Linked DNA regions of Zea mays: regions 1 and 3 are each linked to region 2. A link is a contact called in public Hi-C data. All regions are on one chromosome and are shown on one strand. The core of a region is the stretch at or near the end of the contact, and the rest is flanking DNA. Distances in the headings are between cores, read along the strand shown. Region 1 has its middle 52 kb from the start of LOC103644592. Region 2 holds the start of LOC100283609 (rhodanese-like family protein). Region 3 has its middle 41 kb from the start of LOC103644592.

The links. Hi-C and Micro-C count contacts between places; a contact is called where the count stands out from the background.
Region 1: a contact with region 2 is called in a Hi-C map of leaf, with 6 times the contacts expected there. The contact joins the enhancer-like site here to the promoter of LOC100283609 in region 2. A contact is called at or near these places in 2 of 25 Hi-C or Micro-C datasets (ear and leaf).
Region 3: a Hi-C map of ear shows a contact between it and region 2, with 6 times the contacts expected there. The contact joins the enhancer-like site here to the promoter of LOC100283609 in region 2. A contact is called at or near these places in 5 of 25 Hi-C or Micro-C datasets (ear, leaf and tassel).

Annotation. Positions count from the first base shown.
Region 1 is chr1:44,544,280-44,547,884 of Zm-B73-REFERENCE-NAM-5.0, reverse strand. No RefSeq gene overlaps it. Among protein-coding and RNA genes, the nearest start is that of LOC103644592, 52 kb to the left of the region's middle. Within about 2 kb of position 1,829, at least 15 of the 20 cell types and tissues checked have an H3K27ac peak or open chromatin away from gene starts, as enhancers often do. A contact at or near this core is called in ear and leaf, where this site is marked.
Region 2 is chr1:44,791,962-44,796,062 of Zm-B73-REFERENCE-NAM-5.0, reverse strand. It overlaps LOC100283609 (rhodanese-like family protein), which reads left to right and starts at 2,342. Exons shown (of 2, transcript NM_001156510.2): 1 at 2,342-2,842; 2 at 2,951-3,489. The coding sequence starts at 2,397. The coding sequence ends at 3,143. It overlaps LOC100191466, which reads left to right. Exons shown (of 8, transcript NM_001136899.1): 5 at 1-85; 6 at 220-337; 7 at 813-965; 8 at 1,062-1,644. The coding sequence ends at 1,202.
Region 3 is chr1:44,636,683-44,640,292 of Zm-B73-REFERENCE-NAM-5.0, reverse strand. No RefSeq gene overlaps it. Among protein-coding and RNA genes, the nearest start is that of LOC103644592, 41 kb to the right of the region's middle. Within about 2 kb of position 1,277, at least 17 of the 20 cell types and tissues checked have an H3K27ac peak or open chromatin away from gene starts, as enhancers often do. A contact at or near this core is called in ear, leaf and tassel, where this site is marked.

The sequences.
Region 1 (3,605 bases), core at 580-3,079, 250 kb after region 2:
AAAAAACATTAGCATGCGACTAAACATGAACGTCTTCATATGCAAAAAGATGACTAATAAACTAAGGGCTGTTTGAATGCATTAGAACTATAGTTAGCTGTTAAAATTAACTAAGATATCCAAACAATCTAGTTAATAGTTTAGTTATTAGCTACTTTTAGTAAATTAGCTATTAGTTAGCTAACTATTTGTTAGCTAGCCAATTATATTAGCAATATTTAGCTAACTAACTATATATTAGCTCTAGTCCATTAAAACACCCTCTGCTAACGCATGAATATGAGACTAGAAAAAAGGAAGATTGATAGGTTTCTTAAGATCTCAGAAGTCATTTTGATAAGATACATAAATATATTTATTCTTATATATTGTACGTGCATACTCTTTACAAAACAAAGGATATATTTTTGGAAATACCCACGAATCATGCTGTCTTCGCTCATGATCGTGCGGCATGGCTTTAGTCGGCGTTGTCAGACTATATCTAGCAAAGTGTATAGATAAGCTTGTAAAATATTGTTTATACTATAGACTGTATCGTTTATACAGTAAAGTTTAAAATAAACATTGAAACAGAAAGTAGAATAGAGACTGCTAAAAATAGTCTCATATGTTTGCTTGCAAGGCTGCAAGCAACCCATGGGATTTCCCAAGCGAGCGCTGCAATGCATGGCAACAACATTCCCCGGCTATTTGATGTTAAATGGGCCTAGGAATAAAATCATCTTTTCATGTGAAAGTAAGAATTGTTAAAGGTCAGAACTAACGATAGTATCTTATAGGGCATCAAAATTTATATTCAGTGTTAAATAGAGAAGATTTATTTTTAAAGGCAGAAAACTAAACCAGAAACTTTAATAATGCGGAATAAGGAATCGTCTCTATTGTAATCTATATAACTTTACATTATGTCTTTCCTTATACTGGTTCAGTTAGTGAAGATTAGTTTGGATGGCATAAAGTTTTCATAAAAAACACTCAACTAAAGGACTGGCTTAATTTTGTGTGTTACTTTGAACGGAGCTTCTACGATCACTATCTAAACGTTTTTGCCTAGAGAAATATAAAGGAAGTATTGATTCTCCGTGCCGAGTTTAAAAAGAAAAAAAATTCTTTACATCTCAGATACAAAGAATCTCTTTTACAGACCTCATATACATCATCTACTGGTCCATATAAATAAAAGAAAAATAAATTACTAAAGAATTATTTTTTAATTTTGATATGTCTTTGTAGTCCTCTAAGTTAGATATGATAGACTGTAAAAGATGATGTTTACATCCGGTATACACATAACTTTTTTTTATAGAACCCATTAGAGAGTGTTTTCAACTAATGGGTCCTATGCATGCGCGATACATTCAGTTATCTTTCATCATGGTCAGAGCATAAGTGAACGCCGCGGCCGGCCCCTACTAATAATATAATGTTGTTTCTCTCGAACGATTTTTTATTAATGTTTAAACGAAGCTTTTTAGGCACCGAGGGGCCGCTAGAATTAGAATTGGTGATCAGTAATCACGGAAAGATTTGGTTTGGTGACCAGAGATTATAGAAGAATTAGAGGAAATTGAGAGAGAAATTAATTTATTTTCTCCTCAATCCCTTTCAATCCTTTTTTGATCCAGCTGTCACCAAATCAACTCGAAGAGTGAGGTCGTCGCAGTCGCAGTCCTAGTCGCAATGTCACGGATGTTTTGTGGACGGAGGAGGGGATTAATTAGTTGGGAGGTGGTAGCATCACCATCAGCCCATCACCATGGCCGGTGCTGCGCCATGCCCCTGCTTTGTTTGGGTGGCCATGCGTTTGTCCTTTCTCCGCTAAAGATGGGGGGACGACCTGGCCATGGCCATTACATCCACATGGACTGCAGCAGCACACGAGGTCCTCGTGGTTAGGCCAACACCAAGTATTTCGGCCCCCTCCGTCACCTTCACCTTCGATCAGCAGCAAGATGTGAGTGAGCAGTAGGGGGTAGTACTGCTACTAGGACTACTAACCAACCCACAGAACAATACTCCCTCCGTTTCTTTTTATTTGTCGCTGGATAGTGCAATTTTGCACTATCTAGCGACAAATAAAAAGAAACGGAGGGAGTATTAAGAGTTTATTAGATGCATGACGTTCTGGTGTTTACGCTATCTCTCACAATCAATCTTTTTGATCCACGTGTTGGTTGGTGATTATGCTACACCGAGTCGCCCCCTTCTTTTCTTTCTGAAACCAAGAACAGCCTGCTCGTATCTAGAAGACGAGAGAGTGGTGTTGATTCTTTTCTTTGCTTTAGAGCAGGTCCAATAATTCTAGTACCTAAATACTAGATTGAGTAGGCCCTTAAATAATATAGGTAGCAAAAAAATCATATTACTTTCTAAATATATTAAAACTTGCCACCGATACTTTCTAAATATATTAAAACTTACCATGTCACTAGTTTAACTGGAACCGATCAATTTTGTCCCTTTTGTTTTTATCTCTGTTCCGCAAATCAATCTTAAAATTATGACCTCGTCAACCAACTGATTTAAAACTGTTAGCTGTGTTAGGCTTTCGATTTATTGCCGCTATTATTTATTTGTGCATGTGTAAGTATTGGCTTATCAATTGTTTAATCTCTAGCTTAGTAGTCGTTGAAATTGTGCGTCTGAGGAAGCCGGTGCATAGTCTCTGTTACTGCAGAATAGGAAAATGCGTCGAAATAAACTTTGGCTCAACAGTCTCCGAGGTACTACCCGGCTTCCCGCTACACGTGCGCCATCCTTTCTACCAGGAGTCTCCACGTAGTCTTCTAGTCAGGCACATGGTAAACGAGGTTTAATGACAATTGCTGGTTTCCAAACAGCGATGCTGGGTAGAGCAAAAACTGAATCAATGCACCGGCAGGTCGCGTCTCATTTTTTGAAGCTAAAAAATTCATACTGCTGCTGGGACGTCACATTGCTCTGCCTTCCTTTCTGCTGATGGAGGCTGGTAGTGGTAGTGGTACAAAGGCTACAGGCTACAGAGCACGAGTAAAATACCGGTACCGACCGCCACACTACTCCTCCGTTGCAACAAATGCTGGCTGTGATTGACCGATGGCGACCAAACGGAGAAACCAATCACATTGCCGGATGCGATTGTGCAGGGAGAGGAACCAAGCGGCGCGGGTGGCCGCTCCACGAGCTTCTGCTTCGCGTGAGCCGCGGCGTCCTGCACGCGCGACGGCGGAGGAACACGGAGTCCGGTAAACCATCGTATTTGGTGAAGAAAAGAAAGCGACCCCCTTTGAATTCGTATTTGGTGAGGATCTCTTGGGTGCTCTTCTTCCGCGGCGTCGAATAGGCGTTCTCCACGTCTTGGGGTAGCAGCAGACACTATTATTCATTGATTGATTAGAAATGGGGAGCCGTATGTGCGTACCGTCTCCTTCGAGCTCGCTCACATGCTGCTATAAATGTCCAAACACTGCGGGCCGCCCGTTTGACCCGTGGCACGACACGAATTTAGCCCGGTCCAAACACGGTCCGGCACGGTCGGTTACGGGCCCGGGCCGGCACGGTCCGTTTAGCGGGCCAGGTATGGACAGATACGGCGACGGGCGACCCGCGTGCTTTGGCCCGAC
Region 2 (4,101 bases), core at 1,093-3,592:
ACGATCCAGACAAAGTTAGGCGACTCAGTTTGAGCGAGCAAGAGCTTGCAAAAGTTGCAGCACATCATGGTCCCAACATTGTGAGGTTTGTTTGCCAAAAATATTTTGATTGTTCACCAACGTTGGAGGAGATATGACATAAATACTGTCATAACTCCTTAGCTGCCCACTTTTTTTTCTCTCTCTTACTGAAGAGCTCTTCCTGTGTTTTCCAAGCAGTTTCACGCATAGAAATATGCTGAGAATATACCCAAAGGGAACCCGCTTCAATTCATCCAACTATAATCCATTTCTTGGCTGGGTGCATGGTGCTCAAATGGTGGCATTCAATATGCAGGTCTGGCTGTAATCTGAACACCATATTCTGCCATTCTGGCCTGATTGAACTCCAATATTTCCCACCTTTCATGTAGGGTTTGGATCAATATTCGCTTTACCACATTTGTTCTGTAATCTTGTTTCTAATCAAGTTTTATTTTACCACTAAGATCATATCTTGGTTGCTAAGTTGACGCACATTCTTTCTTTTTAGCAAACCATTGTGGCCATGTTCGGTTGCAAGAGGACTGGAGGGGATTGAAGGAGATTAAATCCCCTTCTATTTAATTTTGACTAGGAAGAGATTTAATCCTCTCCAATCTCTTCAATCCCTACGTAACCGAACAAGTTCTGAAAGGAACCTGATTAATTAGTTTAGAACTGTAACATAAGCAGAATGCCAGAATTAGTTGTGTTATATCTTCCCTGCACTTAAGCATGTGTAGAAGCTGCCTAATGTCATGAATATCCTATATGTCCATTTTTTCCTCCAGGGATATGGAAGAGCACTTTGGTTAATGCATGGTTTTTATAAAGCCAATGGCGGTTGCGGTTACGTGAAAAAACCAGATTTCTTGATGCAAACTTGTCCAGATGGAAAGGTGTTTGATTCGAAGGCAGATTTGCCGGTGAAGGCAACATTGAAGGTAGATGGTGTGTTTCTTCCTCTCTCTCTCTCTCTTTTTTTTTAAAAAAAATTTCTTTGGGTTTCAGAAATGGGTTGATTCGGTAGCGGTTTGCAGGTCAAGGTGTACATGGGGGAAGGTTGGCAAAAGGACTTCAAGCAGACACATTTCGACTCATACTCACCTCCAGATTTTTATGTAAAGGTCTGTTCACTCGTTGAGCCCGTGCCAACGTTTAGAAGTCAGCGATGCCTATAGATCGTCCGAAGCAGTCACGCCAGGACTGGAACATGAGGGCGCATCGCTAATTTGGTTCGGTTCGCCAACAGGTTGGCATCGCCGGAGTTCCATTAGACTCGGTGATGAGAAAGACGAAAGCCGTGGAGGACAGCTGGGTGCCGGTGTGGGAGGAAGAGTTCGCCTTCCCGCTGACCGTACCTGAGATCGCGGTACTCCGCGTGGAGGTGCACGAGCAGGACGTGAACGAAGACGACTTCGGCGGGCAGACGGCGCTGCCTGTGGCGGAGCTGCGGCCAGGGATCCGCGCCGTGCCGCTGTTCGACCACAAGGGGCTCAAGTTCAAGAGCGTCAAGGTCCTCATGAGCTTCGAGTTCGCGTAGCGTCCCGCAGCGTAAAGCGATTATGCTGTCATGTGCGTCGATCGATGTTTGTTTGCAATAAGAATCGACTTTTTTTCCTCTGTTATTAGGAGTCCCATGCCGGGTTTTTTTTGTACAGATGCATTTCCGCTAACTATGTACAAACGGGTCACCTGACACGAACCCAGCCAAAGCACGGTCCATTTGCATCAGGGCAGCCACGACACGACGTGCCACTAGACCGTGCGGAGCTGGGTTCCGTACCTGTCTAACGGTCCAGACATGGCTTGCTGGGTCGTTTTCCGTGGCGATTTAGCCTAATGAGCATGGGCTTTTTGGCGGGCCGGACCGATTCAAAGCCCACGAAGAACGAGAGATGGCCCGTGATGGAGCTTAGGGGTCGAGCACGGGGCTGCGGAGCTGTCGGTGTCGGAGGCCGTGCAGAGGAGTTCTAGCGATACCAGCGTCCTCTCGGCTGTGGCCCCCACTAGCTAGGACGCAAATCAACGAGCGGAGATCTCGTCGAGCCCCGCCTCATCTATTAAGACGGATCGTACGGCCATGAGATGCAGATAGGGGTGGTAATGGATCGTGATCCAAATAGTTCTTCACAAAATGTCAAGGCCCTAAATAAATTATAGTTCAAAAATGACTAGAAATAAAGCCCGATCCTAACCCGCTTCGATCCTTAAATCTTATAGTGCAAAAAGTATAGCCCATTGTCAGCCCTAGATGCAGTGTGCAGTGTACCGACGGTGCGGATTGGACCTGAAATATCATCCAGATAAGAGTGACATGGAAACGAACGCGACTGAGCGAGGCCTCAATTGACAAGCAGCAAGTGGAAGTGGGCATGGCTATGGGTGCTGCGGCGGCCGCATCCACCTGCACCAGGCCCGCGTCCCCTGGCCTGGCCCGACGTCGCGTCAGGGCGCAGGCGACGTCGTCGTGGGCCGGAGGCGCCGAGGCGCTGGTGCGGTCGGGCGCGGTGAGGGCCGTGCGGCCGAGGGACGCTGCGGAGGCGCTGGGCGGCGAGGGGTTCCGCCTGCTGGACGTCCGGCCGGAGTGGGAGCGCGCCCGCGCCAGCGTGCGGGGCTCGGTGCACGTGCCGCTGTTCGTGGGGGACGACGACATGGGCCCCGTGACGCTGCTGAAGAAGTGGGTCCACTTGGGCTACATCGGGCTCTGGACCGGCCAGGCCTTCACCAAGATGAACGAGCGCTTCGTCGACGACGTCGCCGCCGCCGTCGACGGCAGCAAGGACGCCAAGCTTCTCGTCGCTTGTGGCGAAGGCCTCAGGTAAAATGACAAGACTACGCATTAATTCTTCACAAGCTAGGTCGTGCGTGCAACAAGTTACAAGTTACTACTCATTTCGTTCGTGGTGTTCAAATTTCAACTCACAAGGTCGTTGATCGCGGTGAGGATGCTGCACGACGACGGGTACAGGAACCTGGCGTGGCTCGCCGGCGGGTTCAGCAAGTGCGCGGACGGCGATTTCGCAGATGTGGAGGGGGAGAGCAAGCTGCAGTACGCCACCATCGGGGGCGCGTCCTACATCTTCCTCCAGATCCTGCTGTTTCTGGGAGTGGTGAAATGATCCGTTCGATCGATGTTGTTATGACTTCCTCGGCCGTTCGATCTGGTCTGTTTTGCTTTTTGCTAGTACTACCGTTGTCAGATGTTGTACTGCATTGCATATGCGAACAGCATGTCGGTGGCAGTGGTAGAGCTACTGAGCTAGGCGCGCACACATTTGACATTCCTATCTCGTCCCTCTCGTGTTCAGGACCCTTAATGTACATGTTCAGGACCCTTAAGGCAATCGGCTCTTAATTTGATTTGCGGCCCCTAATGTACATGTTCAGGACCGGTCGTAGGCCCCTAACGTGCATGCACGGCTGAGAAGTGAGAAACAAAAAGAAATGAGCATTGCAAGTTGTGTTTTTATACCATGGAAAGGCACTGCAGGTTACAGAGGTTGAACCTTTATATATATTTTTATTGAAACTACCTAGATTGGATCCGAATTCCTCGAATTCCTGAGGGGATTTAGGATGTGTATGGTTGATTTCTAACGGAACAGGATATTTAGGATGCTCCCACTCCACCAAAATGATCAGACGCGAACACGCTCCTCCCTCTTCTCCATCCACACTCATATGACACTTCAACCAAACAATGAACAACGTGGTGTGAGCGAATCGTCACCAAGGCAAGCTGGGAGCAAGTCTGTACCAAGGAAAGCATGTGCCGGACAAGAAATAGGTCCAAGCGGGCCTCGACGAAGCAACATGCACAGGAAGGAAAATGCCAAGGTGGTTGGGCCAGATTGGGTGAACACAATAGAGTAGAGGAAGCATATATGCCGGTAGAAACGAGAGAGAGGGTTATGCATGTATCAAATATTATTCTCCTACTTCTCCAAGGTGCTGTTTGGTTCAAGAAATGTAAAGCAAATGGTAATGGTAATGGTTTACGCTCGATTACTGGCGGTAACAAATTTGAATAGGCTGGTATCAATTTTTAGTGTGGTATCTTATTACAGTTGGACTAAA
Region 3 (3,610 bases), core at 28-2,527, 150 kb after region 2:
ATGTAGCATGTTAGAAGTGGAACAAAGCAACATATTAGTTCGATATTTTCCTAGTAGCATTGTGTTTATCATCATTAGTATGTCTTTGACTAATCTATTTGTTTTAGTAGCCCAAAATATCCACATGTATATACATATACATAGAAAATGGGTTGCTCATGACTACATATGTATTGAGGACATACCTAACATCATACAAAATACATTAACGGTATCAAGCATAAGGATGTGGAAAGCATCAGTTTTCTGATACCGCTGTGGAGACGTTTCTGGACAGCACTCTTCCCTCTCTTTTTTCAGCTACCAGTGGCGGCCTGCAGGCTTTACTTGGTACTGGAGTTCTGTAGCAACTTTCCTGGGCGATGGGTGTAGTCTATTTGCCATATATTATCTGCTATCATATGTTTCTTGGTTGCATTCTTCCGACTTCCGTCCGCTCGTCTTTCTGTCGCCGCCGATTCTACTCATCTGTTGCCATCATTCGCTGTTCTTTCTGCCACCACTGACCGAACAAGAAGGATAAGAAGTGATTATATATTGATCTACTACCGGTTTGCAATCTTATTTTATGCATGTTTTAGATTAAATATGTTCAAAGTATACTTATATTACAATTTGTGTCGGTTTTTGTAGCTATTTTATAGGTGTGTACCGAATTGCTTGGCGCTTTGAAGTTATTTACCGGTTTTTACCTTTTTCTTATCAAATCGTATATAAAAATATTGGCTTGACATACTCTAATGTAAGTTCCTAGATCCGCCACTGCCAACAAGTAGGGAGAAGCAGGGATGTTTTTGGGATATTTTTGGTTCGCTGCCTAACTTGCCACACTTTGCCTAACTTTTCTGCCTAAGGTTAGTTCTTAAATTCGGACGACTAACTTTAGGCAAAGTGTGGCACAGTTAGCCACGAACCAAACAGGCCTTTGACCTGCTAAAGATGCATAGGCGTCTAGTGGCCTGAGAGTGGCTTTAGGCACGCCAGAGATGTAGAAAATGGCATGAATTAGGTAGACCAATAATTATAATGAAAAAAATAGAAAAAAATAAACTATAATGGCAGATCTCAACATTTCAAAATTTGTAATGATATGAATCTAAATAGCCCATCAATCTTCTATCCATCATATCCATTTTGTAACATGGAAGTAAAGGAATAGGAATAGAGTTATTGGCCCGTCGTTGGGGCCCAGATGAGCGCATATTTCTATACTAAGAAAGGAACTAAATGGGCCCAATACGACTAGTGCTTTCGTGCCCACCGCCTGAAAGATTGTGGGAAGCGGGAAGCCCAATGGGAAGGATACGGGCTGCAGGCTGCTCACTGCCGACTGAGAGTTCCCAGGTTGTACCAATGAACGTGATTCTAATGCAGCCACCGATCTGTCGAGTAGTCTTAGCTTAGTCGCCGACGGCCATCAGGTTTATATAACAAAAAGAAGAGCAAGGAAATAAGCGGTAAGGCCTATTCGGTAAGGTCGGATTGAGGCCAATACCTCATGGATTGGATGATTTTTTTAAAAAAAAAAGTAGAGATTTTAACTTTTTATGGATTTTGATCTACTCTCTTTCAGTCCACATAGATTATACAAGGGCATGTTCGCTTGCTCCGGAATGGTTTTATCGGGATCGTTTTGGCTAAAATAATAAGTTTATTTGACTAGTAATGATTAGCTGGAATAGCTCTTGTCCTTAATCTGACCTAACCGAACAGGGTCTAATCAATATTAGTAAAAATAAAATTACCATGTTAATCGGAACAGTAAGAGAACCTGAAGGCTTATTCTATTGCCTAGGAGATGGTTACATATATATAGATACCTAGGGGAAACCCTAATCCTAATGGGTCGACAGCTTAACAGTGGTGCCCGCCCACCTACACATATATAGGAACACATGTTGGAGCGAAGGCAGAAACGCCACCCTTCGCTCGAAGTCTTCGCTGCTTAGCCGCTGCTCTGACAGAGACAGCAGGCAGGGGCACCCTTCGCTTGATCGGCACCAGACGAAGACCGGCGACGAAGGCATCCCACGGCGCGGCCTCGTCCAGCTCAGAGGCCCACGTGCGATCCGACCCATTGTAACGGGCCCTGCGTGGCCGCCGCGTGTTACGGGCCTAATTTGTAAAGGCATCCCTGTAATTACGGTCTGTAACCCTGCTTTTTGGGAATATTCTGGGGATAACCTAGGTAGCTGAGGGCACATGCGTCCTTAACACAAGGCGCTGGGCGTTCGGGTACCTATAAATACCCCCGCTCAGTGCCCGTGAGAGGGCTGGTGAACAGAGCTATTTGCCATCTCACGCGTAACCCTACTGTCTACACTGTTCACCCCTGTTGGCCTTCTTGCGGCTGATAGCAAGTTCCAACATTTGGCGCCCACCGTTCGTGCTACGACAAAACCACCCGCGATGGCACCCAAGAGAGCTAACCCGAAGGCCGACGAGGCTGCGAAGGCAGCACTGCTTGCCGCAAGAAAGGGCAAGGCCCTCGCCCTCACCCAATCCACCCACCAAGAGCCCACTGAAGACAATGTCCCCCACACCTGCGAAGACGACACCTTCCGCACCTGCGGGCCCGAAGGACAATCGCAGCCGCCCCCAGGCTTCGCCCCACTGGAAGGCGCGGACCTCACCGAGGACGGTGAGGTCCTCGGCGTCTCAACAGAAGAACAGCTACAGCTGCGCGCCCTGCGCCTCAAGAACCGCAATCTCCAGAGGCAGAAAGAGATACTGGAGGCCAAGCGCCAGCGTGTGTCCGCACTAGCCAAAGTGCGGCAAATGATACGCGACGAGGAGCAGAAGGCCCAAGACCTCGAGCGCGAGATCGCGCTGATGCAGCGCGAAGGCCACCTTGGCCTGCAGCAAGAGCCACCCCTCCAGCAGCGCGCACAACCGGAAGACACGCGCGAAGGCCACCTCGGCCTGCAGCATGGGCCACCCCTGCAACACCGAGCGCAGCCGGAGAACCCGCGTTTTCCCCAGCGTGACTACACCTTCCAGCACGGCGCGCCATTCCAAGGGGTCAACTACCTCGACGAGCGAAGTCCTCTGGCGCCACACCTGCAAGTGACGCCTTGGCCAGCTAACTTCCGAGCAGGGACCTATCCCAAGTACAACGGCAGCACCGACCCGACGCAATACATAATGAGTTATCAGGTCGCCGTTGCATCCGCCGGAGGGGACGACGCCACAATGACGAAGTCTTTCATCATCGCCCTAGAGGGCCCAGCACTCACCTGGTTCACCAGATTGCCTCCGCTGTCCATTGATTCATGGAGAAGTCTCAGGGACAAGTTCCTGCTCAACTTCCAAGGGTACCGCCCAGACACCGACGCCTTGGCCGAGCTCTCGCTTTGCAAGCAGCTGGAAAAGGAGACTCTGCGGGAGTATTACCGCAAATTCTTAACACTCAAGTCACAGCTGCCCTCCGTCGATGATCAGATCGCTATCCACTACGCCATCAGTGGCCTTCGGGCCGGCGTCCTCTACAGCCACTGTATCAGAGATCCACCCAAGAACCTCCAGGAGCTATATCAGCTCTTTGAAAAATATGCCAGATCCAAAGAGCTCCACCAGCGCAAGGTTGAGTCACAGCGGAAACCCAAAGATG